Regions from separate parts of the Sus scrofa genome. Here regions 1 and 3 are each linked to region 2. Evidence: chromatin contacts called from public Hi-C and HiChIP or PLAC-seq data. All regions are on one chromosome and are shown on one strand. The core of a region is the stretch at or near the end of the contact, and the rest is flanking DNA. Distances in the headings are between cores, read along the strand shown. Region 1 holds the start of METTL24 (methyltransferase-like protein 24). Region 2 holds the start of WASF1 (wiskott-Aldrich syndrome protein family member 1). Region 3 overlaps DDO (D-aspartate oxidase).

Region 1 (4,369 bases), core at 1,196-3,695, 190 kb after region 2:
TCTCATAGCTTTTCAGGGTCACTTGTACACTGATGATTCCCACATCTCTATCTTTAGCCTGGGCATTCCCCCTAACTCCACACTCAACTGCCAATTTGATATTTCCACCTGGATACCCAAAAGATATCTGAAACTCAAGATGTTTAAAACAAAATTCCTGATTTCCACTCACCTCCCACAAAACATAAACAACGACAAAACTCTTCCTCCCTCAATTTCCTTCAAAATATATCCAATATCAGACCACTTCTCACACGGTCAATTCTACCATCCTAAGCCATCACTATCTCTCATAGGAATCACTGTAGTAGCCTCCTAAAGGAAGTGACTGTGAACTTGCCCTCCAGTAGCCCTCTGAGTCTATGCATTCCAAACCTTTGCATTTGTAGTTATCTACTCTGTTGTCTGAAATGGAGACTAAGATTTAGGAGTAATTCTTGGACAGGTGAAAGAGAAACAATAAAGGCTGAAAGGACAAGTGGTAGAGTTGAGGGTGTCAAGGACAGAACATTTGCCGACACCCAGAGGGACAAAAGACATGAACTCCTAAGCAATATCAAGTCCTAGGCCAAATGTTCCCTCCAGGCTAGCTTTTCTTTACTCCCCAGGCATAGTTCAAGCAAGACCTTAATTACAACATTGGTCACATTACTGGATGTCTGTGCTGTGTGCCTCCCCCACTAGACTTTGAGCTCATTTTGTGCCCAGCACTGATGCAGTAACACTGGGGGCCTGGTAAGTTTTTGGCAAAAGTGTGTTAAAAATCCTTTAGCAAAACATGGCAGCATGGAAAGTGCATTAGAAGCACAAAGAAAGAAGCAGTTGCCTTTTTCTAGAAGAGCAAATTAAGACGTTCATAGGAAATGAGGCTTTAGATACAGATATAGATCCATATAGATCTATCTATTTACCTATCTATCAATCTATCTATCCATCCAGGAAGATAACAATGATGGCCTAGACAGGGACAGCAGTGGTGTGGAAAGACAGAGGACAAAGCTTGAGGAGGAAGAGGAAGTGAGGGAAAGAAAAAGAGTGTCAGAAATTTGTGGGTGTGACAGTGAAAAGAAGGTTAGAAGCTAAAGAAAGCAGGTGAGTCCAGTGAAGAGTTTTCTTTCTCCCCAACAGGTGGGGTGGTGGGAAAGATGGGGGGGGGAATGTTTAAAAGAAAAGAGGAAAACCAGGCAACAGAAAGAAGTTGCCAGCAGAGGATGTGGTTAAGGCTGATGAGTTATAAAGACAGGCTAGTTCATACCTGCAGTTCTTCATCTTTTCACTCCCAAGTATCAAGTAAATCACTGAGCTCCAAGAGAAGGATAGGAGGCCAGAGGCTTAACAATCAGAGGTTAAAATTGAATAAAATAACTACTCAATGAAGTGTGAGCCAAGAAGTTAATAAGGTAGGAAGATCAACACTGTTGGTGTTGTAAGACAAGCCCAGGGTATTACTTCAGTCCTCTAAGTTCCAATTCACTTCCTATTAAGTGGTGCTGGGGATTCAACTTCTCACCCGCCTCCCCCTCCCCCTGACCGATCACCCTGCCAACGTCTGCGGTGGAATTCAGTTCAGCTGAGCGGATTTTCATCACCAGGGTCAATGTATAGAGTGGAAAAGCAATGCACAACGGATACCCACCCAGCTTTGTGCAGGCCTCAAGGAAAACTAGGAGAAGCACAAAATAAAAACAAAAACACAACTCTTTCCTTTTCCTTGCCTTGCCCATCTCTCATGCCCTCCCTCCATTAAAATGCAAGTTCCATGAGAGCAGAGGTGGTTGGTCCTTTCCTGATGGATGCCCGCATGACTGGCACACAGTGGACGCTCAGCAAATACTGGTTGAATACTGAATGAACTCAGCTCAGTCCCACTTCACTGCATCTGGGCGTTGAAGGATGCTACCAGTGGCGCTGCCTAAAAGAGCGCTGGGCTAAGAGAGGAAGTGCAAGACCTTTTTGAAGAGGCAGCCTGCGGGGCCGGAGAGAAGCGCTCTGCAGCGAGGACCAGGAGGAGGATGAGGGCCTAAGGCCCAAGACTCCAAGACTACATCTTTTGCCACTGACCTTGCGGCGGGGACTCCCGTGTGGGGCACAGCAGGGCTTCGGTGTCCCGCTCCCACCGCCCCCCGGCGGCGCTCGGCGCCCGCTGCGCACGTAGGTCACCTGCCTCCAGCTGGCGCCACGCTGCAGCCCGGGCGCCGGCGGCAGGTGCGGCCGGGGGGGCCGTGGGGCCCGGCCTGGCGGAGCACTGCTGGCCGGGGGCCTGAGACTTGCACGCCGCAGCTCCGCGCAGAGCCGCAGGCCGAGCAGCAGCGCGGCGCCGAGCAGACACCGCTGCAGGGAGCCGCAGCCCCTCCGCGGCGGCCTCTGCCACGCCATGACAGCCCAGCACCGGCTGCGCTCGGCCGCCCGCGCTCTCCGACCCGCAACAGGGATGTGGCCAGGGCCAGAGCTGCCAATTGTGGCAACTCCCCCTCGGCCGGGGCGCGGGCTCGGACCCGCCTCCCTTCCTCCGTCCAAGGAAGCCTCATAACCTTATCCAGCCCGGCCGAGAGCTCGTGGCTGGCAGAGGCGAGGGGCGGCGGGCTAGGCGAGGTCCAAGGATGCCCGGGTGGCTCGGCTAAGCCAGACCCCGGGCCCAACCCCACTTATAGGGTCCTGGAGGAGGCGCCCTCCAGCCTGGCTTCCGGAGCCTGAGAGCTACATGGCCAGAAAAAGCACATTCCTAACAGGATCCTGCGCCATAATTTCATTTTCTAGCATTAGAGTTATTGAAGAACAGGAGGAAGATAGGTGAGCTGCCAGGTTTTGCTACAAGGAACAAGTTCTGATTGTCAAGCAGTTTGTGCCATTAAGCACATTATAAAAATACATCTCACTTATGCTCAGGTTTACAACTTCTCTCCCTCAAGAAAGAAGGGAAAGGGGGAGGAGAGAATGGCAGTGGATGCAGAATAATCAAATTAAAGTTATTCCATTTCTAAATTCTGCCTGAAGCCAACCCGTGTTTCTCCTCGTGTTATGAAATGTGTGGGGGTGAAGGAGGAGGGGGTGAAAGCCAGCTAAGACATCTGACAGCAGAGAGAGAGAACAGAAGTTACCATGGCATGATGTAAATCAAATTAATTTAGCTCCAAACACACACCTCCCTGCTGTCTTGCAGAGATACAGAGGGACAAATTTATCTTTCGGCAAAATGCTCCCCAGCTGGTATTTCCATCACCACCCTGACCTTAATTAATAAGGCTGAAAGCTCACAGCCTGAAGTCCAGTGTTGGCTGCTCCATTTTCAATTGTTAGTAGAATTCTTTCTCACAATCCATTTGAGGTTTGGGATTGAATTTGGGTTTGTTATCTTTAGCTGTGGCCACATTTTTTTCAGACTCTATGCTTGCATTTTCCATGCTTCTCTGTGAGATATATCCTCTCCCCTTGACAGCCTACAACAAGGACAATAGAGAACAAATATGGCACCCCCACCACTACTCCTGTCGTCCCCTCCCACCCCCACCCTGCGAGCACGTTTGAATTTCAGGAATTTCCCATAAGAAGCCCTCCTTTCTAAAGCCCCCCTGGCTTAAGAAAGACTCAGTTTAATCTTTGTCACTGCACAAATTACTTGGGCTATTTCTCTACATGTAACAAAACTTTTCAACCCAATCTAGTCCATTCCCTGGGCACCCTAGGTCTTCAGGCCCCTGAGTGTATCATTAAGATTGACTTTTTTTTTTCTCAGATATAGCCCTCTGGCTATTGCAGATAGGCTCTGTTTTAAAGAATCCAAACAAGTACATTTTTTCTGACACAAACTCAGAGAAAACTTCACATCTTGTGACTACTTAAACAACATGAGCTCTGGTATCAGACTTGAACTGTGGTGTCAGACTTGGCTGAATCAGGCTCCTGCCTTTCAGAAGCTATGAGACTTTGGATAAAGTACTTAACTTCCCTGAGCCTCAGTTTTCTCATGGGTAAACAGACCTATGCATCTGGGGGGACTCCAAAGATTGCATAAAATATTCTTTGTTCAGTACCTAAACAATACCTGGTTCACAGAAGTTACTCAGGTAATAGTAATTATTTTTATTATTTACCATTAAAAAGAATCCTGGATGTTATGAAAAATAAAATGTCAGCATTGATTCCAAGGTAGGTAAACCTAAGAAAGTATAAGGAGATGTATATGATAATTATCTTATATAGTATTCTCTGGATTAGGGGTACCCAGCAGTTGCAACCACTAAGACTCAATATCCTATTAAGTCATTTAATTGTGTGAAGTTATTTAAAATATGATTTGGAGTTCCCGTCGTGGCGCAGTGGTTAACGAATCCGACTAGGAACCATGAGATTGCGGGTTCGATCCCTGCCC
Region 2 (4,456 bases), core at 1,891-4,390:
GAGCTCCAGCTGCCAGCCTATGCCACAGCCACAGAAACACACGACCGAGCCGCATCTGTGAACTACACTGCAGGTGACAGCAACACCGACTCCTTAATCCACTGAGCAAGGCCAGGGATCAAACCCGCAACCTAGTGGTTACTAGTTGGATTCACTTCTGCTGCACCACAACGGAAACTCCTAATGTATTTTCAATGTATTACAAATTCAATGTATTGCACTACACTACAAAAATCAATGTATTATAAATTCAAAATGTATTTTTAATTGTGTCATCTGAAAATTTTTCAATGAAAAAGGCCTTAATGTCTTCTGGAGATTTTATTTTTCACAAACATAATTCAATATTCTACTTGTTTATTACCAAGTCACATAACTTTTTCATCAATATTAACTATACTTACATTTTCATAAGTTACACACATTAACTATTATACCTACTAAATTTGCAATTATTAAAAACTCAATGGATGAGAAACATTTTCAGTTTACAGCCACATGTCTCCAAAGCAAAATTCAATGTAAATTAGCCATTCTAACATGCCACAAAACACTAATGACATTTTTCACTGTACTTTACACTGAAATACTTTCATCATTCATCAGCTAAAGTATTTAAGTTTTCTTTAAAAACATCATGAAAACATCTTTACTAAATTTATGCATACTATTTAGTGCATAAATGGGTTTATTTCCATTTACATATAAGGAAACCAAGGCACAAAGGTATCCATTTTGTAAACTGCAAGGTCATTTCCTAACAAGCAAATGATTCTACACAATCAAGTTATACGTGTGCCACTTCCAAGTGCCATAAAACAATTACTATACTTTAACACAACTGCCTCTGCAATGCCTATTTGCAATTCCCTTTTACAAAGAGGGTTATGGCAACAATCTTAAACAAGAAAAGCTGGAAATGGAGGATTACAAAAAGAAAAACACTTAAAAATTTTTGATAGTGAACCATTTATTTTTAAATAATGAGATGTAAACAGTTTTTAACATAAGAAATAACCAACCGTTGTTTCTTCCATTTTCAAAAAATATTTCGTCTTTCAGGTAAATCACGCAAAATTGTAGCCTACCTATCCTTATGGTTAGAATTAGAAAAATGAGAAGAAATTCTATAACAAGTAATTAAATACATGATACTGCAAAGAAAAGAACTAAATGAAAAACAAAATTTAGATAAACTTAGGATATGTCGTTATGGCAGTTAAAATCCTATCTTAAATACTAAATACTTCATTCAACTGAAGACTAGGATCAGCAATGAAATATTCCGTTACTGAAAAATAAAGAAATACACAACTTTCCTTATTCAAAGCGAGAAATATTATACCAAATATCAGACACTAAAAAAATACACTTTTCCTAACAGAAACTTAAAGTATAAGGGAAAAACTGTTCATGAGAGTTCAAAGATTGAGACTGCATCTGTAATTACGATACAGTGCTAGCAACAATTAGAAAAATGTTACCTCCAATACAAATTAAATTTAAGAACATTAGACGGGATGAAAAACCAGTCAATCAATTACATCAATTACCCAACAGATATAAGACTTAACTACTACTATGTGAATCTAACACCAAGGAAAAAATGAAAATAGAATCCTAGGCACACTTTACATAGGAAGGACAGGATTAGACTGAGTCGTATTAAAGTATCTAGTCTAGCTGGGGATTAGTTAATTAATCTGCTACCAGACAGGTAGTGAATGTTCAGGTCAGATGTGCTTTCTTTTCACCATTATTCCAGTTCATCATCCGCAAGTGTGAGTGAGAGAAGGCGTCAGAGTACCGAAGCTAGGGGGCATGCTACAGCAAGGGGAAGAGAAAAATGGGAAAGGTGCAATGGATGCTGCAGAGTTGAATAATTATCCGAGTGGCACAATGGGCGAGTCCTGCCGACAACGGCGCTGGGTGAGCAGCTCCCTAACTCCGCTCAACGCACCACCACCCCCTCCCCAACAGCAGGCATCAGAAGCAATAGCCCCGCTTCGCCTCGTCTTCCAGTGGAGAAACGGATCCCCTCGCTTGCATTACCGTTATGTAGTGTCTTTTAGACACGGACGCGCGGCGCAAACACGCAAACGCACCAGCTGGCTTTACCGAGCCTGGGGCACGTAAAGCAACCGCGGCTTCTCGGACACCCGGCGCCGCAGCCTCCCCCAGAGCGAGAAGGCAACCGGGCGGGCCGCGGGGGCACCTCAGGTAAGACCCGCAGTCTCTCCGACTAGAGCTGCCTCATGGAGGTCCCCGCAACCGAGACCCGGGCGCGCCCGCCAGCCGCGGTGTCCCTCGGTACCCAGCCGGGCTGGCGGGTGGGCGGCCGTAGCTCGGGAACCCCGCGAACGGGGGTGGAGGCCGTCGCGGGGGGAGGCGCGCCCATCCCCGTAACCTTTGCCAGGCTAGCGCTCCACGCACACCTCTCTCCGCCCTGACCAGTGAGGAAGAGTTCCTCTCCCAGCACCCTGTCCCCTCAAAAAAACAATTCCTGAGAGACTCGCGCTCACCAAGAAATCCTGAGGGGCTCTTGCCTTACCCCTTCTTCATGCTTCGGCGGCGCCGCCGGTCCGCCTGAGCTCCCAGGACTCCACCTAGAGCCTATAGGAGCGTCAGGCTCCGGGATGGAACCAGCTATGGGCAGCGGCCGAAGCACCGGGCCACGGAAAACGCTGCCTGCGACGCCCGCCGGCCGCCGGACCCACGGTGTGCTCGACGCGAGAGCGAACAACACCGCGAACCGCCGCCGCCCCCCACCCACCCCCTCCCCGCGCGCGACGCTCCACAACCGGACGCGGGGACCCGCACCTGAAGCAGGGGGGATCCGCTGGACTCTCGCCACCTAATCCCCCATCTTTCCCACCCGGAGCTATTCCCGGGCAGTCAAGGTCTTCCCACTTAAGATTCTCACTTTCCTCTTCAGCTCCCGCCCAGTCCCAGGTGCAGCTGTGGTGGGAAACTCAACCCCCACCTACTCACCCATCAGTGGAGGGAATGAATATCGGTCTCTCCCCCCCCCCCCTTTCCTGAGGCTTTATGGTATTACCCAATCCTCAGTTTGGGGGAGGGGGACGGAGAGAACAGTGCTTGGTCGGGGAATGAGGGAAGATGATAGCCAATGGAATGAACCAACCATTCAGGGGCGGGGTCAAAGAAAGGCCTGCCCGCCCTGCCCCGCCCCCTCACTCCAAACTACAGTTCCCACCCTGCCTCTCCCATTTCCTGCCGCGCTGCACGCCGGGAGTGTAGCTCTTGGAGGCCAGTAGGTATGTCGGAACTCGTAGTTTTTCGCCACATAGGTCCTGAAAGTTATAAGCCATTATAACCCTCTCTAGTTCCCTAAGTAAATGCTCCCAAGTTCCAAGTTTTGTTGTGCTTGTTCAAATACTAATTAACCTATTTATTGATTGTTTTAAAGTATCATAAAGGATTTTTTAGGAAAGGAAATAAATAATGTGTGTCGTGGCAATCAGGACCTGAAGCTGCTCCTTCTTCCGTCAGGGCCTGGACTCCACCGAGTATCTGTTGCCGTCATGTCGGCTGCGATTGCAGCTCTGGCCGCTTCCTATGGTTCGGGTTCAGGGTCCGAATCGGACTCGGACAGTGAGGGCGGAAGGTGTTCACTGCCAGCCGCGGACTCCCTCATGCACTTGACTAAATCGCCTTCGGCCAAGCCCTCTCTGGCGGTAGCCGTGGACTCCGCTCCGGAGGTGGCAGTTAAGGTAAGCGTTTTGGCTACTGATGCGGGGCGGGAACTGTCGGTTTTGTTCCAAAATCTGAAAGTCGCTTGTTATTCCTGAGATTACCTTCCTCAGTTCTCACCCAGCCCTTACGGGTAAGTTGCTACCCCTTGAGTCTCTTATCCCTACTCGCCTCTTCCTCAGGAGAAGCCTGGAGTTAGAAGTTGAAGACAGTCCCCCACTCCCTGCTCTTGCCTCCCGCCGTCAGAAAGCAAGTGGGGAGAAGAAGTGAAATTTGAAATTTATGGATTAGGATGTGGCCTGGATAGGGTAGGCGTAACCTCAGAACATAAACAGAGCTAAATCAGGACTTCCCAAACTAGGGAATGTGTCCTTGGTTATAGTGACCGGTGACCTGGCTTTGTTTTGTTTTTGAAGTCGGAACTAGGTTCTGATCCAGGCTCCATCTCTTGTGTGAACTTGGGCAAGTTATACAATCTCCTCTGTTTCTTCACCACAATGGAGATACAATTTTAAAAGCATCTATCTATATGAGAGGATTATTATGACGAGTAAGTGAAATAATACAAATAAACCTTGTAGCAGAGAGCCTGGTATCTAATAAAAGTGCCTATATAAGTCAAGACTGTGAGAAAAGGCATTGGGTTTAAGAAACAGTGTGCATGATCCCAATTGAGTAAGGTGATAGAGGGAGAAATTGGGTTATATTTCCCTTAGCAAATATTTGTTTAACACATGTTATT
Region 3 (4,968 bases), core at 570-3,069, 220 kb after region 2:
AGCTGTGGTATGTAGGCCAACAGCTGCAGCTCCAATTTGACCCCTAGCCTGGGAACCTCCATATGCTGCAGGTGCAGCCCTAAAAAAAAAAAAAAAAAAAAAAAAAAAAAAAAAAGTTAGCTATTTCCAGTCTATTTGTCTGAAAATGAGAAGAAAAAAAAAAAGAAGAAAACTAATTGAAAATCTTAGTTGGCAAATAATGCTATGCATGTAGATTCAGGGGGGGAAATCTACCATTTATTCCTAGTGACACTTAAATATAGTTATACCTAAAATAGCTTCTCATTGTCAGAATTTTTAATGCATTTTAAGTTTACATAGCAGCTAAATATATATCTATGTAATTCTCTCTCTATATATATATATATAATTTTAACTCAACAATATTACCTCATAGAATGACCATAGTGCTCCTTCATTCCATTGCAATGCATATTCTAATAAAATAAGTTGCATTCCATTTCCCTCTTCTCAGAAGATCCATCTCTGCTTTGTCCTTTCCACAAATTTGTGTTAGTCAGTCTAAGCCGTGTTCAGGAGCAGAGCAGCTTCTAATTGCTTTGGGGAAGGAGGTGTGGATGAGGCCTGGGGGTTCTATGGGCAGAGTGGTCCAGAGGGGAGTAGCCATGCTCCCTCTGCAATTGTCTTAGAGCCATTGCACCACAACCAGCCTCCATCTATTCCCTACTAACCTTACCATCATCAGAAAAAAACAAACACCCTCATTTTCCACCTTCCTGGCCAGTGCCCTCTCACCTTGTCCTTGCATAACCAGGGAGAAAAGGGGCACTCACATTAGACCTTTGCCTGAGGCCAGCATTTGCCCATTGCTCCTCTGGTTCGGGGCCAGGGCAGACTCTGCAAGGAGGAGGGACTCTCCAGTGGGCACAGGGTGGATTGGGCATGGGGGAGCAGGAGCTCTGCTGTGCAAAGGCAGGGACCTTTGCAAGTTGGACATTTGTAAGGCAGGGACAAACCGTCACATGCCTGATGCACAATCCACCTTTCTGTCCAGCCACCAAGGAAGCGGCATAGGCACTTCTGTGAGTCAGGCCAAGCAGCAGAACAGAAGCTATAGGAGATGAGAGACTGGGACTCTCCCAGGGAAAGTAACTGAGAGGACTTATTAGATGAGTGGGAAGAAAAGTGCAGGGAGAGAAGCTCAGTGTGGTCAGTCCTATGGTCAGTCTGGGGCCTTATCAGGGCCACAGAATAATGCAGGGCACCAAAATTATAGGGCCCCCAGCACCAAAACAGGCACCCAGCAGTCTGCATGTCACCCAAGGCAGGACAAGCCTACTCTTGTTCAGATTATTTATTTAGGTAAGATGCCTGGAGAAGAGACAGGTTCAGTTGACTTACTGGCTCTATGATTCATTTCCTGGAAGGACAAGTACAAAGCAGCAGAATATGACTCCATTGGCCAAAGATATAAAACATGATCTGCACAGCTGATTAAACCTCAAAGGGTTTTGTCTGTTTGTTTGTTCTGAGTATTATCAGATATGTTCTTTTCTTTTTTTTTTTTTTTTTGAGAGGGGGATGAGGGTATTTTGGATATAATTAATAAACTGGGGGATGATTCCTTCTGTTCTTTGAAAAATGCTAACAGTCTAACTTGTGGTTAAAAACTTTTTTTTTTTTAATCTCCTGGAAATGAACATTATTTCAGAAAGATGGAACTCAGATTGAAGGCCTTGTTGCCTGGCTTGGAGAGTGAGATGCTCGTTTTGAGTCAGAACACTGTAGGCTGAACACTCACACTGTGTAGAAGGGGAGTAGGAGGTGGCATAACAGAGCCTGGGTGTGAGGAACAAGCAGGGATTGTGTGGCTCCCCAGCTGGTCCTCCCCGTGGTGGAGAGTGGGTGGTAGCCTACAGAGTGAGCCCCAGGGGTGCCATGCCCTCACCAAGACACTGCCCCGCCTCCCACCTGGCCTGAAATCTTTAACCCGAGAGGCCTGCTTTGGGCTTAGAGGAGTCCCAGCTCTATAAAGCCTTCTTCAGGAGGAAAAGGACGTGTGAACCTCTTCCTCCTCCACATGGGCCTTCCGGTCAGATGGCAGGCCCTGAAGGAAGGGAGGACAGCTAATTTTTTTTTTTCATTATTAACCAACTTATTATTTATTTATTTATTTATTTATTTTTTTAAGGACATCTAATCTTAACAGAGAAGAGCCCTTCCCCACACGCTATACGTGCTGGCCCCGCCCGGGGGCAGGAGACATGAAGTGTCACAGTCCTAGGAGTCCTGCAGGGGGCGCTGCTAGGACAAGGGGGGTCCTGCAAGGGGCGCTGCTAGGACAAGGGTCTCCTCTTGGCTTCCCTGCAGTAGACTGTGTGTACTGTCTGCCTGAGTCACTCGGGTCCCCACCCACTCTTATGGTGGACGTGGATATCCAACAAACGGACCTAAAAAGACCTCCCCAGGACTCTCTGAGGACATGAGCAGCCCCTCAGGCCTCTTCTTCTTGACTCTGTCCCATAAAACCTGACAGGAAGCAGATGCTCCAAGGCACGAACCCTCGCTGGCTGGTCATCAGGCCCGATGGTATTGCAGTCAGGAGGTGGCTCCCACTGGCACAAAGTACCACTTGCTCAGGGTTATTTTAAGTAAAGTAAAATGCTGACAGCAGGCTCCCAACTAATGAGAGGGTATAGGGATTTTTTCCAGGCCTTCATCCCACAGTTAGAGATTAGGCCTGAAAATAAGATTATTATGGAAATAAGGGGCCTGTTTGCTAGAAGGTGATACTTGAGAAGCAGGCAGTACAAATTGCTCAGATAATGTATGTTTTTCATGTGAAAATGACTGAGGGCAGCCTGAGTAAAATATGTGTATCAAGCTCTGCCACTTTGGCGTTGCCTAATAATTTCCACCTATTTGAATTTTAAGATAAAATATATGATACCTCAACGATCAATAGCATTAGCACTTTCCATGTTCTTTTTCCAGGCATTTTTATGATATAAGGAGAAAAAGGCAGCACGACATAAGCTTGCCACTCAGAAAAGATGGTGATGCCCTGAGACTGGAATGTTGGCTGATGGGTAACTCCATCATATGATGTCTCAAGTGTTCATTTATCAGCTGATATAACAGTGGTTTAAATTTAGCATACACACAGAGGTTTGTGGTCCAGTGAACAAGGCATGAAACTGTGGGTTTTATGAAACTGGAACTCAAAAAAGAAAAATGTCCCGGATAAATTGCTAAGAGGTAAAAGTGAGACAAGTGCTTATAAAGCTACAAAAATATATCATGATGCCCCTGAACACATGTCTGCCAGACTTAGACTCCCTCCTCTGTGCTCCCATTCCATCCTCTTACGTCTGTATTTAACCTCCACAGTACATGTTACTATAATTGTTTACTTTTTTAATTTTTTAATTTTTTATTTTTTGTCTTTTTGCCTTTTCTAGGCTGCTCCTGCAACATAGAGGTTCCCAGGCTAAGGGTCTAATCGGAGCTATAGCTGCCGGCCTATGCCAGAGCCACAGCAATGCCAGATCCGAGCCGTGTCTGTGACCCACACCACAGCTCACAGCAACGCTGGATCCTTAACCCACTAAGCAAGGTCAGGGATCGAACCCGCAACCTCGTGGTTCTTAGTCGGGTTCATTAACCACTGAGCCATGACGGGAACTCCTGTAATTGTTAATTAATATGTATATCAATACACACACACATACACCATAACCGCCAATAGACTACGAATTCCTTAAGAAAAATGATCATATTTTTCCTTCCTTTTTGACAAGCTTCTAGCATGGTCCAGATATACATAGAAGTTCAACGAAGAATTATGGAATTAATTAACTATATCAACTAATTATCCCACATATGGGACCAAGTCGTTGCCACTGGTTAGCTCAAGTCACTTGTCCAACATTTAAACAATAATTTGCACTGTTTCTATTCATCTACCAAATACACTGATTTGGGGATTAAAAGGGCCAAAGTTTCACAACCCTCAACATGCATGCAATCTCCAGACAAAACTCAAGAGAGATTTATTGCTTTTGATGTGTTTCCTAACCAACTGGAAACAGAAAGTCCTAAAAACCAAGCCAAAATGCAAGTTCATGAAATTGGGGGCTGAACTTGGTGAGGAAGCAATTACCTAATTTAGATAAGTCCTCTGTTTTAGAGTTCTTGTTTAAAACAAAATAATGGAGTTATTTTCTTTATACTAATGAGGAAAATATTTCAAAAATCATTTATAATAAGCCTAATATTCTCTCGCCCAAAGAACAAGAGTCAATCATATCATTTTATAGCTGGAAGCGTATCCTCCAAATGTCTCACTTTACCAATGTGGAAACTAAGAAACTATTTCATTAAGGAGGTCTTACTGACAGAGAGGGACCAAATTGTGCTCCAAGCTGCAAAGTGGAAGCAGCAGATGGACGTGTTACTCACTTGGGTGTGACACTCTTTGTGATACAGGTAGTGTCTTCATTGCTTTGCAAAGCCCCAGCCATTTATGAGCAATGAGACAGAGTGCACAAGAGCTCTGAAGGACCGAAGAGAATGTTCAGTATCTATTTTATGAGACGCTATGAAGTTATTTACAGCTCTGACAGACAAAGAAAGCGAAGAGCCACTTCAACCAACCTTTTCTCCAACCAGGGGAGGTAGGTAGGGCCTTCACACTTCAGGGTTGTAAAAGCCTGACCACACACATGCTGGGGGAATTTCTTCAGCTCATTCTTAGTCATCTTTCGAAATCCCAGCACCACATCAGCCCAGAATGGCACTTCTTCAGTAGGAGCGCTCTGAAATATCTGCCAACTCAAACACAATAAATAGAAAATTTTCCTGAGATATTGTGAAACTCGTAGTGAATCCCATGCAACAATTTCTAAAGCGGTTAAAAAGGCACACTTGTGGAGTTCCTGCCGTGGTGCAGTGGAAATGAATCCAACTAGGAGACATGAGGTTGCCCTGGCCTTGCTCATTGGGTTA

The links. Hi-C and Micro-C count contacts between places; a contact is called where the count stands out from the background. HiChIP or PLAC-seq counts read pairs in DNA pulled down with a chosen protein or histone mark.
Region 1: an H3K27ac HiChIP or PLAC-seq map of skeletal muscle shows a contact between it and region 2. The contact joins the promoter of METTL24 here to the promoter of WASF1 in region 2. A contact is called at or near these places in 1 of 5 promoter capture datasets (fetal skeletal muscle), 2 of 47 Hi-C or Micro-C datasets (omental adipose tissue and subcutaneous adipose tissue) and 2 of 2 datasets of contacts at active chromatin or transcription factors (alveolar macrophages and skeletal muscle).
Region 3: a contact with region 2 is called in a Hi-C map of liver, with 1.7 times the contacts expected there. The contact joins the enhancer-like site here to the promoter of WASF1 in region 2. A contact is called at or near these places in 4 of 5 promoter capture datasets (fetal liver, fetal skeletal muscle and liver), 16 of 47 Hi-C or Micro-C datasets (alveolar macrophages, embryonic fibroblasts, fetal heart ventricle and 9 more) and 2 of 2 datasets of contacts at active chromatin or transcription factors (alveolar macrophages and skeletal muscle).

The regions. Positions count from the first base shown.
Region 1 is chr1:76,365,344-76,369,712 of Sscrofa11.1, forward strand. METTL24 (methyltransferase-like protein 24) reads right to left here and starts at 2,446. Exons shown (of 5, transcript XM_003480300.4): 1 at 2,062-2,446. The coding sequence starts at 2,376.
Region 2 is chr1:76,177,195-76,181,650 of Sscrofa11.1, forward strand. WASF1 (wiskott-Aldrich syndrome protein family member 1) reads right to left here and starts at 3,141. Exons shown (of 9, transcript XM_021091110.1): 1 at 2,992-3,141. It overlaps CDC40 (pre-mRNA-processing factor 17), which reads left to right and starts at 1,975. Exons shown (of 16, transcript XM_005652465.3): 1 at 1,975-2,220; 2 at 3,514-3,734. The coding sequence starts at 3,546.
Region 3 is chr1:76,399,297-76,404,264 of Sscrofa11.1, forward strand. It overlaps DDO (D-aspartate oxidase), which reads right to left. Exons shown (of 5, transcript NM_001097426.1): 4 at 4,618-4,794. Among named protein-coding and RNA genes, the nearest start is that of DDO, 15 kb to the right of the region's middle. Within about 2 kb of position 1,820, at least 7 of the 83 cell types and tissues checked have an H3K27ac peak or open chromatin away from gene starts, as enhancers often do. A contact at or near this core is called in retroperitoneal adipose tissue and skeletal muscle, where this site is marked.